2 separate regions of the Cricetulus griseus genome follow, and region 1 is linked to region 2. A link is a contact called in public Hi-C data. All regions are on one chromosome and are shown on one strand. The core of a region is the stretch at or near the end of the contact, and the rest is flanking DNA. Distances in the headings are between cores, read along the strand shown. Region 1 overlaps Zbtb44 (zinc finger and BTB domain-containing protein 44). Region 2 holds the start of Adamts8 (A disintegrin and metalloproteinase with thrombospondin motifs 8).

Region 1 (6,072 bases), core at 55-2,554, 150 kb before region 2:
GAGAGAGAGAGAGGGAGGGAGGGAGGGAAGGGGAGACAGAAGGAGGGAGGGGGGAGAGACAGAAAGACAATGTGTGCACATGGACTGGCAGGCATGGTTCCCTATGCCTGTGACTATCTCCTTCGGGGCTTGAGTTAACTCACTTTTGGTCACCTGACCTCACTCAGCCTACCAATAGATTTTCCTTCAGCACATACTAACCTACATAGTCCACCTTTCTCTTTTTTGTTGGCCTGCTCCCCACCCTCCCAGGACAACTCCAGCAGGCAAGATCTGTGTTTCTATGCCCCAACACACCGGGTTTTAGGGTTGTCCAATGCTTATGAACCAATGACTTAAGAAGCCAGAGAATGTCTGGAATACTCAAATCTCTCTAATTTGGTTGAGTAGACGAATTCTGCCAGAAGACAAGTACATTAATAACAAACTAAATATCATACAACCATTCTAAGGAGGGACACTTTCCTCAGCTGGACATAGGCTCATCCTTTGACCTGCAGCAACGGGGATCACACCTGGGGACTCTGACATTAGAGTGCACATTCTAACTCTAAGCTATACAGTGGTCCTCTTGCAGTTGCCCAGTCAAAACTCATTCTTTCTTCCTTTATTTTGGACTTTCCCTTCAAAACCAAGGCCAGGTTACCTGAGCAGTGTAATAGGCCATGGGTATGGAATGGACATAGAAGGTATTCCCCACTGCTGGGAGCCAAGTCTTGCACTTCGGCTCAAGGTCCACTTTCTAGCCAACCCTCTAACCTGATGCTTCTCTGGCAGTTCTACTCTCTTACCTTCTCTTGGGCTCTAACTTGAACTCTGAGGGACTCAGTGAAGCCTGTATTCTCTCAAATCTTGTTCTGAATCTTTCTAGAGAGCTCTGACCTTGGTCTTCTGCTCAAGTTAACTTGATCAGTTTTCCTACCAAATACAGTTTTTTCTTTCTTCTTTTGAGACAGTGCCTCAAAAAAATCCCAAGTCAGTGTTGAACTCCACCTGACCCTTCTATGCTGGGCAGGTGCTTTCATCACAATCCTCTACTCCTCCCACGCAGGAGCGCCACAAAGTCGGGTACATTATCTTGCTCTCGCCGGCCCTCTACCTGAAGCACTCTCCTTCACTGTCCACACAAACCTTTCCTCAAGTGCTGGTTCACCCCCATGCTTTTCCTGACAGTCAGGCCAGGATGAATACGACAGTTGTCAATGACAACTAATGAAAATACAGAACGTTATGTTAAAGGGGAAGTCCCACCCGGAGAGCAGGAGGCTCCCTTGACAAGGGAGACATGGACTGTGATGTTTGAGGAAGCAGGTGGAAAAATTGCTGACACAGGGTGGTATAGTTTGAGTTCCCTCTGACCTGGCCAAGAGGATTAACAGCCAGTCTATGCTGCAGTGAGTCACTGTAGGACCCTACTATGTATACACACACTTATCACTAAGACAGCATTTCTGCCTTGGTCCCCAACTTAAACCAGTCTGAGAATCTTTATTTGGTTGTGTTCTATAGCAACTTTTCCAATGGATGATCTCTAAATGACAAGAATTAAGATGATTCACCTGAGGCTGTCCACATACTAGCTGTGCCTGCAGTGGGGTGGGGCAAGTATTGATCCTGCCCAAGGCTTCAGGTTCCCTGGTAAATGAGACTCATTCAGTAAATGACTTCCAGTAAAACCAGCAGCAGGACTCAGGATGGGGTCTGGGGAGAGAGCCAAAGGTACCATGTCATGCTACACAGGTGGCACAGTCAAGTCTGAAACAGCCGGAAAAGAAACTCAGTGCTTTCACATGGAAACAGAAGAAACTCCAAAGGCAGCAGAGAAGGGCTTGCTGCTTTTTTTTTTTTTTTTTAATTTCTTCTATTGATAGAATGTAAGTGTTGTCTTAGAGCCTACTGTACACCGCTAATAAACTTTTGTGGCTAAAAACATGGTTGTGGGAAAAATTAGGCAGAGACTGACAAATGGGGGGTCCAATGTAGAAGTTCTGCCAACTCTGCCATGTGCTTTGTGATGGTCTATTCCCTGTTTACAAAGTACAAATATTTCATTTTTTTTGGGTGGGGTGGGCAGGATAATTCAAGTACACTGATTAGAACCAAAGGAACAGGACTGGCAGCAACAGCAACTCTTTTCGTCTAGTATTCCAACTGTGGTCACAGAGCAGTCTGCTGGAGGGAGGGTGGGCTTTCTATCTCTGATTTACAGCTGTGAAGGTTTTTGATATAAAAAAGAATTACATTAAAATTTGAGAAAAGAGATTTATGTACACCTCCCCTCCCTCAAAATTTAGTATGTTTATAATTTGCTAACTTTCTCTGTTTATTTCTTAGAACAAACTTCCTTGTTCCTAAGAAAGAAGGCTCAAATTATTCATTTTAATTCTAACCAATTTAGAAAGCATTATCTTTGGTTATTGCTTTTAGTATCATTCTTTGAGTCTTTCCATTCAAGAACACTGCAAGATAAAATCATTTTGAATTTTATCTCTGCCCTATCCTGATTCCTTGGTATCTTGCACCATAAAGGATAGGGCAGACGTTAGATGTTTGATAACTTGTTAAAAGATGCCCACTACCATGTACTTCTTTGAAACCTGCCTGTGTCTCGGAACCTAACGGACTAAAATGATCTTGGCTGCCTGAGCGCACAGCAGTCTTTTTGTTTGAGGCCCCTTTCATGCTTGCACAGGCAAACTAGTACTTCTACACTGGGCTGCCTTCCCATTTCCCACTTGTTTTGATCCCGTTTGTCTGTTACCACTGAAATGGCAGCAATGTGTTTCTACCTAATCAATATTAAATAGGAAAAAAACCAAAACATAAAAACCAGAGGCAACCCACCATCCAGTGAGTAGAGTTATCCAGGAACCTGGCTTCTAGCTCCCAGACCTAATGGCTTCCCCAACTGCCCTCTTTATGATTCCCGCCTGGCCTGGGCATGCTGTGACAGTATCGACACTTAGATGCACTGACAGACGCTGTTCAGTATGAGTCTCCAGTCTGCACATACTCAATAACCAGTTCCTCCTTCTAGCCAACGGTCAATGACAACAGCAGGAAAACTTATTTCATAAAACACCAGTAAGATATTTTAATGAGGAAAAACAAAAACAAATCTTAGTCTCATGTTTCTATCCAAAGACACTCAAGACTAATTTTTTCCCTGTCCATCCCTTCTAACTGTAACTTATTTGTGACCATGTAATAAAGGTCAGTTAAAGATTTAAAAAACAAAAGTTTAAATCTTTTTTAAAAAAGATTAAGCAATCAGGCTAGCAAAAAGGTACTCAATACATACTTTTCTCATATCAAACAAGCTAATATTTCAGTACAGTATTAACTATACAGAATATATACAATACACATTATTTTCACAAAGCAAACACTAGGCTCAGAACAGATTTGAAAAAACATGATATTCACATTGATTACAATAACTCTAAAAATGATTGTAACATTGAAACGGCACTTAGTTTACAAAAGTCACAAAAATATATATATATATATATATATATATGTAGTCACCAAGAACCATGGTTTCTGTAAAATACTAATAGCCAGATACTAATATATAAAATGTGAAGTTATGACACCGTATACATTTTTTAAGGAAATCAAACAAAACAAAGTTTAAGACCATTTTGTTATTGTAGGAAGTCAAACATGCCAAGTAATTTAGCTATGGCCACTGTCACCAAGTAAAGCTATACTTGAATGAGATGACGACAACTGGTACAAAGCTGGTGAACTGGGGACTGGCACAGGGGAGAGTAGTACTGTTCTAGGAGAGGGGTAGAGGACATGGAAATGCCTATTCATGTAACTGAATTCAGCTTTTCCTCACAAGTGCCCTCTTTGGCCTGTTTCACAGTTGCCAGCTCCCCAAGAGTCCCACTGCTCCAGCTGGCAGGGTAGGAAGTTTCCCTGACCTCCGTGCTGCCAGCTACAGGCAAATACTAAAGCATGCAACAGCCTCACAGAACACTCGGCCACCGTCTGGCAGACTGGTGCAGTCTCTTTCTAGGCCGCCTGTATTAGACAGGACCCCAGTTTTTAAATGGGGTCAGATTTATGTATTAGCCCTGTAAAATAGTGAGCTACTATAGCAGCAAATACAAAATTACAGAAATAAACCACAATTTTATTTTAAAAATTTGTTACATCAAAGCAATTGTTTTCACCTTTAAAATTGTCTCCCCTCAACAAACATCTTTTTCCCTACCATTGAACTCTCCAGTTTATTACCTCAATCTGACTTTCTTATTACAGTTCTGAAAAAAGATACTTCCTAAGCCTGGAAAAACTTTAGTTTACTCTTAAAAATGGGAATACAGGAATTTTAATGTTAAAAAAAAAGTCTGTTCTAAAAGTATCTTTCACAAATATATATATTTAAATATTAAAATAGGCTACCTAAGATTTTTATAAAATGGCTTTTGAAAAGACAGTAGAGGCACTAGGAAGCCACATACCATCCTTCAAGGTGAACATAAGGTGCCCCAAGGGTGCCTAACAAAGAGGCAGGCAATATCTAGCTGATGCAGCAGGAGACACCAGCATCAGCAAACTAAATACATCATTAGAACTGGGGTCAAAACCAAATTTACCCCATCAGGGACTGCTGTTTCTTTAAACAATACCTTCAACTATAAGCATTAGAAGATATCATTTTGTATAAGCAAAACAACGAAGTTTATGATCTCACTTTTAAATACCCGATGCTAGTCACTCCGGGGAGTAGAAAAGCAGTGCCAACTTTCAAAACTGCAATGCACTCTCAGTATGAGACTTTCTACGACATCTGTCAACTTGAAAACTGCTACCTAAAATGACAAACCAGAGAAAGCGCACTCCCACACTAATCAAAAAGGCCCTCTCTGGAAATGAGAACTGCAAAAAGAGCCTCCCCATCCTGAAGACACACAATACTTCCCCTAGCCAGGGAGGCCTGACTCCTCAGTAAGTGATGCGACCTGGTACCACCGTTCATTCACAGGATGAGCTCTAGGTATGATCAGACTGGCATTTTAGAAAACAAGGAGTCTAGTAAGGTCATCACAACTGAGCCCAGGGCTTTAGGGTTAGCAAAGCTGGTTAACTTACAAGACAAAGAAATAAAGCATTTGACTTTATAAACTAGGCACTTCAAAATAAAATAAAAACTTAAAGTCGTTTAACTGTATTTTAATTTTTAATTAACAAAAACATTAATTTTAATGTTTTCAACCATGATCTGAACTAAGTTCTTTGTAGACTGTTTTGTGCACAAGAAGCCTGGTGCCTGCTGGCACTGGCCTGGATCTTACCTCAGAGGAAGCACTATTGAGGTCGCAGAAGAAAAGTGAAAAAGCAGCATCGCTGCTCAGACACTGCCAAAGCCAAGGTTCCAGCGCACTGTCTGAAATTACTACAGTGACTATTTCCAAAAATAGAATCATGATATAGGGGAAATATCTAACTTATCACCTTAGTATAAATTAATAAATAAAAAGTGTAACTCCTGGTGGAGCTGGAACGATTCCCTGTTCAACACAGTTCAACTCTTCTGAGTCACAGCAAAAATCTTAATCTATGTATAATCCAGAATGGGATACCCCTAGACTATTTCCAGTCTGAATGAGGGCTGGCTCAGTTCCACTTCCCTGTTTATCTGAACCATTACCATTTTGGCAAATTTGTTGAGTATTTTTCAAATAAAAATATTCCATGTCATCACATTCTGTCAAAAAATGACACTGAGAGATAAATACTAGTATAAGCAAAAATAAGGAATCTTAATTTTGATGATCTTATTTAAAACCCATGTTTAGTTATAAATATTCTATAGTCATGTTTACCATGATTCAGTCTCTCTGCTTCTTCAACTTTGTTCCACTGCCTTTTGGCTTCTACACATTCTCTTAGTAACTATCAAAATATAAAAAACCATCTGATGTCAACAACTTACCGTGAAAACCCATTTTCCTTCCCCACCTTTGGGCTGCTTGGTCTGTATTTGGGCTTTCCTAACTCCTTCCTCCACCTCTAGTTAAGAACTCAAAAATCATTCCTTCACTTAGATGTATACTT
Region 2 (5,765 bases), core at 746-3,245:
ACCTGATGAGAAGCAGAAGGCTGTCTGTCTGTCCCCTTGTCTGGCCATTCTGCAAAGGTAATGTCCATGTCCTTGGCACCCACAACACTCAGGCACAGGCTGAGGCTAAGATGGAGACCCTAATAAAGGGCACCACCACTGTCAAAGTGCTAACTGGGCTGCTGTGGTTCTGGGATCTCTGACTGGCGGATCTGTGATCTCTGGGCAGGTCGGTTTCCTCTAGCTGAGCTAACATTTCTAGTTCTGTATGTTCTAGAAGATGGGACCCTTATCCCTTCTCCTTTTGTAAAATCTTTGTCCTGTCTTGGGAGGGAGGTATTGGGGTGGTGGTGGTGGTGGTATGGTGATGGTGGTGGACATTTCTTGCTGAGTCAGCACCAACTACATGTAGTTAGGAATGCTCAGCTACTAGCCTACTAGCGACAGTGTCCTGGACTCAGTTTTCTCTGCCAGGTCATTTGAAAGCTGACTCTGGGCTGAGGGTGGCTGGTCAGCTCTGGTTCCTTTAGACACAGTAAACTGAAAAACTTCACCTTTAACCCAGCTCCCTCTCTTGTCACTGAAACTTCAGTTTTCTGGGCTGAACCCCCAAGGCAGAAATTCTGTTCTCCTCCCTTCTTGTGCTGGATGCTGGCATTGCCAAGTTCTGCCGAGGCTGAGCGCCAGGTTGGCAAGGTAGCTCGTGCCCCTTGATCAGAACCAGCTGGGCGCACACAAGTTGGAAAGCTTCCTTCCAGGTTCCTCTAACTTCTTTTACTTACAGGAACCTCAGTTCTGTACCCAGACAGTCCCAGCCACCTCGTCCCAGCTAGGGAGCATCAGAGAGTCACCGACACTAGAGACTAGAGAGTTGTAGGAAGCTGGCCCAAGAGGAGCAGGATTCTTAAAGGAAAAAAAAAAAAAGTGCAGTTTTCATGTCCTTTGGGAGAAAGCAGGTGCCTGGGGACTGCGGGAGACTCAGGATGCCAGCTCGGAAGAATCAGAGCCAGCACTTCTACTGTAAATTGGAAGGGACTTAGGGGTTGGGAAATAGGAAACCGGGATAGCAGAAGTTAATGGAGTTACTGCTCTTTCTCAGAAAGGAGAAAGTCCCCTTTGGGGTTGGGCTTGGGAGCTCGAAGAGTCCCCCCTACCCCACCCTCAGTGGGAAGGGAAGAATTGAGAGTCGTTTGGGAAGAGACGGATGTTATCGACTGTTAGCATCCGCGGGAGGTTCTCGAGTCCTACCTGCAGGTCTGTCCCATAGAAGGCAGCCATGGACGCATCAGCCACCAGCAGTGTTTCCACGAAGCGAGCCTCGGACACAAACCTTTTGCTCCTAGTTTTGGATCTTAAGGGTGGTGGCAGTTCGCTGGAGTCTTCTCTCTTTTTGCGCAACCCCTCTTTGTCCTGCTCCCTGTCCTCTTCGTCGTCACTTCTCTCCGGTCCCTGCCCCTCACCCATCTCCACCTCCCACTTGAGTCCTTGAGGGACAGGGAAGACTTCGGCAGCGGCGAGCCCGGGGTCCTCCCTGTGCTGCCCCGGCCCCCAGCGCTGCAGGCGGTGAGGCTGGTCCAGGGAGTCCCCAGCGCCTTGCGGCTGGATGGTGAACTCCTCGCCTGCCAGCAAGAAAGAGCCGCTCAGCCCGCGACACAGGCTCACCGCCGCCAGTGACTCTCGCTCCCCATTCACCGTGCCAGAGAAGAAGCAACCGCGCAGCCCCGGTTCGCCCCCGGCCGCAGCTCCGGAGCCCCCGAGACGCTCGATCTTGAACTCGGGTGCCAAAAAGCTGGCGTCAGGCGCCAGGCGCAGCACGAAGCCCTGGCCGAAGGCAGACAGGTGGAAGGCGAGCTCGCTCGTGCTGCCCGGCAACCGCGTGGGCACCAGCAGCTCCGAGGCCTGCGACCTGGTTCCCGGCTCTGCCGGGGCGCCGCAGACGAGTGGCGGCGGCGGCAGCAGCTGCAATAGCAGCAGCAGGAGGGGCGGCCACCGGGCGGCGGTGGGGTCGAGAAGCATGGGGGCAGAGGGCTGCGGAGCACGGGAGAGGGAAGAAGGCAGCCGCGCTCAGGCAGGTGCTGGTGGCCAAAGGCGGCCGGGCCGCTCTCTCCAGGAAAAGTGATCAATCAGATGGAGAGGCCGACTCGGCCAGCGGCAGCAGGCGCGGCGGTCCCCTGGCGGCCCCTCTAGTTCGCGCAGCCCGCTCCTCCTGCGCCAGCCAGCCAACCTAGCGGATCTCGAGCAGCTGGCGCCCCGGACTGCGAGCGCTCTCCTCCATGCTGTCCGGTGCAGTCGCCTCCTTCCTCGGGAAGTACCGAGTGGGCTGCCGAGCCCTTCGTATTTATACTTCCTTCCCGGCTTTGACATAAGAGGTTTATTTTTGATCTCTCACTATTCCCGTTTCCCCTCCCCTGGGGTCAGAGACAGAAACAGAAAAGAGGGAGAGGAAGAAAAAAAAAAGGTTGAAATGTAAAACCAATCAGGAGTCAGTGAGCCCCTCCCCATAGTTAAGTAGTTAAGTGGCAACTTTAGCGTTTTTTCTTTCTTTCTACGTGACGACCCATGCCAATTCCTCTACTGCTGGACAGCCCCTAAAGGCAAGTACTAGAGGAGAGAGATGCTAGCCTCTTCCTGTGGTAGAGCCAGGTGCTGGGGACACTGCACACTATCTTGAAGAGGCTTCTGCATTGGTCTCAGCGACAGTATGCAGATTCCTGTACAGACCTGGCAGTGTTAAAAGAAATTTTTGGAGACGATTCCAGAGCCTTTAATGGTAAAACACAAGTGAGAGAAAGTCACACTGAAATCACGCTGGTCACTAAGACCACCGCAGACCTAAAGAAAAAAAAAAAAGCCGGGTCAAGGCTAGCAAGGACTCTTAATTGCTTATTTCTGAGGACAGTGGGCGCTGAGAAGTAACACCAACCAGGCAAAGTGCATTGAGTACCATTAAGCTCCCAGTTAGCCTCGGAGGAAGCATTTCTTCAGGCTGTCTTCCATCATACACTTCTGCCAGTTGCCTTGGTGACACGAGGAAAGGTCCCCTTTACTGCATTGCCCAGAGCTCCAAAAAACAAAAAAACATACATACATACATACATATATACATACATGCATATGGGAAACTAATTCACTCTGCCATACACTGCATCTTCCTGTAGAAGAGTGGGACCCACGGAAAGTGATGACAGAGTCTTAAGACCATAAAACTAATATTTGTATCCACTTCGGTCTTAAGGGTGCAGATCTAGATTGGATTCAGATGCCTGTTCTCTCAGTTCCAGTCCAAGACAGCCCCCCCCCCGTGCCCCTTCTGATCGGCCAGCACGGAGGACATGCCATTTGCCAGCTCACCTACCCATAACTACGCTGCTTATGCTTGTGCCCACAGCTGAGAGAAGCCCTGACACCCTCAAGTCCTCTCTGCTTTTACAGCAATGCAAATGGGCGCTTGAGAACCTTCAAGGTACCAAGCCCTCTGAATGTGGGTGCCAGCTAGGAGGCCAAGACAGTCTACGGGTCCTCTAACAGTGGAGCCAGTCTTTATCCCTAGAGCACATAAGGACTTTGGGAGCCCATTCCCTATGGAGGGATACTATTGCAGCCCAGATACAGCAAGGAGGGTCTAGGCCCTCCCCCAAACGATATGACAGACTTTGAAGGTCCCTGGTGGAGGGTCTCACTATCCCTGGGGAGGAGTCCGGGGATGGCTTGTGTGTGTGTGTGGGTTAGTGGGGAACATGGGAGGATGGGAAGGCGAGGGAATGGGGAGGATGGATATGTAAATATGAGTAGTAATTAAAGAATTTAAATAAAAAAGGGAGAACCTTCAAGGTGCAGAATCTCCTTTGTGTCCTGCACAGAGAATTGGAAGTTTGGGTGAAATACTCCTAGAGGCAGGGGAATGGAAAATATCAGTGCTTCGACTCTACTGAAAATGAACAAAATGCTTATTCCACAACAGTTTAATACCCCTGGGACCGTGAGACCTGTATAGAGAAATGAGTAATCCCATTTGCCTCAGGGCTGAGGTGACATTTCAATTACTGGTCTTTGCCGGTAAGTCCCTTGTTCACCATTTTCAAGTGTGGAACTCCTTCCCCCTTCCCCTTTCTTAAGACAAGGTCTTGACTACACAGCCCAGGCTTGCCTTAAACTTCTTAGTCTCTCACCTTAGCCTCCTGAGCACTGAAGTCACAGGTATGTGCTGGAACCTTATGCCTGGCTTTCAACCTTTAGTTTTCAATAGTAGTTAGATGCTTTCCCTGTGTCTTCTTTCTCCTTTGTAACTATTTGAGAAAAGTGTTTAACTCCTCTTTTGTACTTAGACATCAATGGCTATAACCAAGCTAGGGGAACTGAATGTTGCTGGTGCTTTCAATTGGGAAGGCTTTGGAAACTGCAGCTGCTACTGTTTTAAAATAGGAAGAAGCACCGCCTTTGGATGCCCCCTTTGGAGACAGCTGCTTTGGACTTTATCTTGCCCCATTTCATCAACAACCACAACTATAATCATACAACAATTGCGGACTGCCAAACTATCCCAGGAGCCAACCTGGCTGCCCTCTGCCTGCTCAGTTCATCTTTCTAGGAGGTTGCCTCCATGGCAACTTCCAGGGAAGTGCCTGCAATTTGCAGTGCAACCACAAGGTGTCACCCGTACCTTAGCTATGCTTAATCCTCTCCTTGCAGGAATGGTAGATGGCTTGGAGAGGAAACCCTTAAAACATGGTGGATGAAATCACTACAGCAAAAATAAACACTATCACACCCACCACTGAAAATCTCAAATGGACCAATTATGGAGTTCCTATATTACCATTTTTGTCCCCTCAAAGAATATCATTGCCAAAAGGGTAGGCAAACTGTGGTTTGTGGGCTAAGATTGTTTTTGTACACCCCACATGCAATATAAAAATGTTTTGCTTATTTTAAGGGGTAAATTAAAAAACAGACTATTAACATTTCACGACATGCCAGGTGGTGGTGGTGTACGCCTTTAGTCCCAGCACTTGAGAGGCAGAGGCAGAGGCAGGAGGATCTCTGTGAGTTCGAGACCAGCCTGGTCTACTCTACAAGAGCTAGTTCCAGGACAGCCTCCAAAGGCGACACTTGAAAATTCCATGATTCAAACTTCAGTGCTTATAAGAAAGTTTACTGACAGCAGACATTCATGGACACTTTGGCTGCATTTGAGCTGTGAAGGGTATGGCTGGATGAGCTTAAACTATTTACTATTTGAGCCAGTTGGTGGTGGTGCACACATGCCCTTAATCCCGATATTCAAGAGTCAGAGGCAGGTGGATCTCTGTGAGTTCCAGGCCAGCTTGGTCTATTGAGTGAATTGAGTTCCAGGACAGCCAGGGCTACACAGAGAAACCTTGTTTCAAAATACCAATATCTATATTATCTGGATCTTTCTATAAAAAGTTTGTTGGCTGAAGGTAAAACAGTGTTACTTTGAATTCTTTAAATTTAGAGTATGGGATGTAGGAGCCACCTATGTGATTCTTAGGAAGTAAGAAGGCTCAAAATAATTTTTTTGCTCTGAATATGAATAGGAAATATGAAAAATTAAGATGTCTCTGTTTTGTCTTTAAATCTTTATTAAGTAGTCATTCATTATTTAATAGCATTTAAATAATTAATTAGTTTATACTGGCTTATTTTGGTTTTCTTAAAATTTGTTTACATTTATTTATTTTACTTTGTAGGTATGAGTGTTTTGCTCAAATATATGTATATGAACCACATGTGTTCCCATGGAGGTAAGAAGAGGGCATCAGATC

What was found. A called contact is a pair of places that touch in the nucleus more often than the background predicts.
Region 1: a contact with region 2 is called in a Hi-C map of liver, with 2.4 times the contacts expected there. The contact joins the enhancer-like site here to the promoter of Adamts8 in region 2. A contact is called at or near these places in 6 of 8 Hi-C or Micro-C datasets (the CHK-Q cell line, the CHL-YN cell line, the CHO-K1 cell line and 2 more).

The regions. Positions count from the first base shown.
Region 1 is chr4:143,527,348-143,533,419 of CriGri-PICRH-1.0, reverse strand. Zbtb44 (zinc finger and BTB domain-containing protein 44) reads right to left here. Exons shown (of 6, transcript XM_027411737.2): 6 at 3,070-6,072. Among named protein-coding and RNA genes, the nearest start is that of St14, 50 kb to the left of the region's middle. Within about 2 kb of position 1,304, at least 1 of the 6 cell types and tissues checked has open chromatin away from gene starts, as enhancers often do.
Region 2 is chr4:143,380,055-143,385,819 of CriGri-PICRH-1.0, reverse strand. Adamts8 (A disintegrin and metalloproteinase with thrombospondin motifs 8) reads right to left here and starts at 1,995. Exons shown (of 9, transcript XM_027411735.2): 1 at 1,228-1,995. The coding sequence starts at 1,995.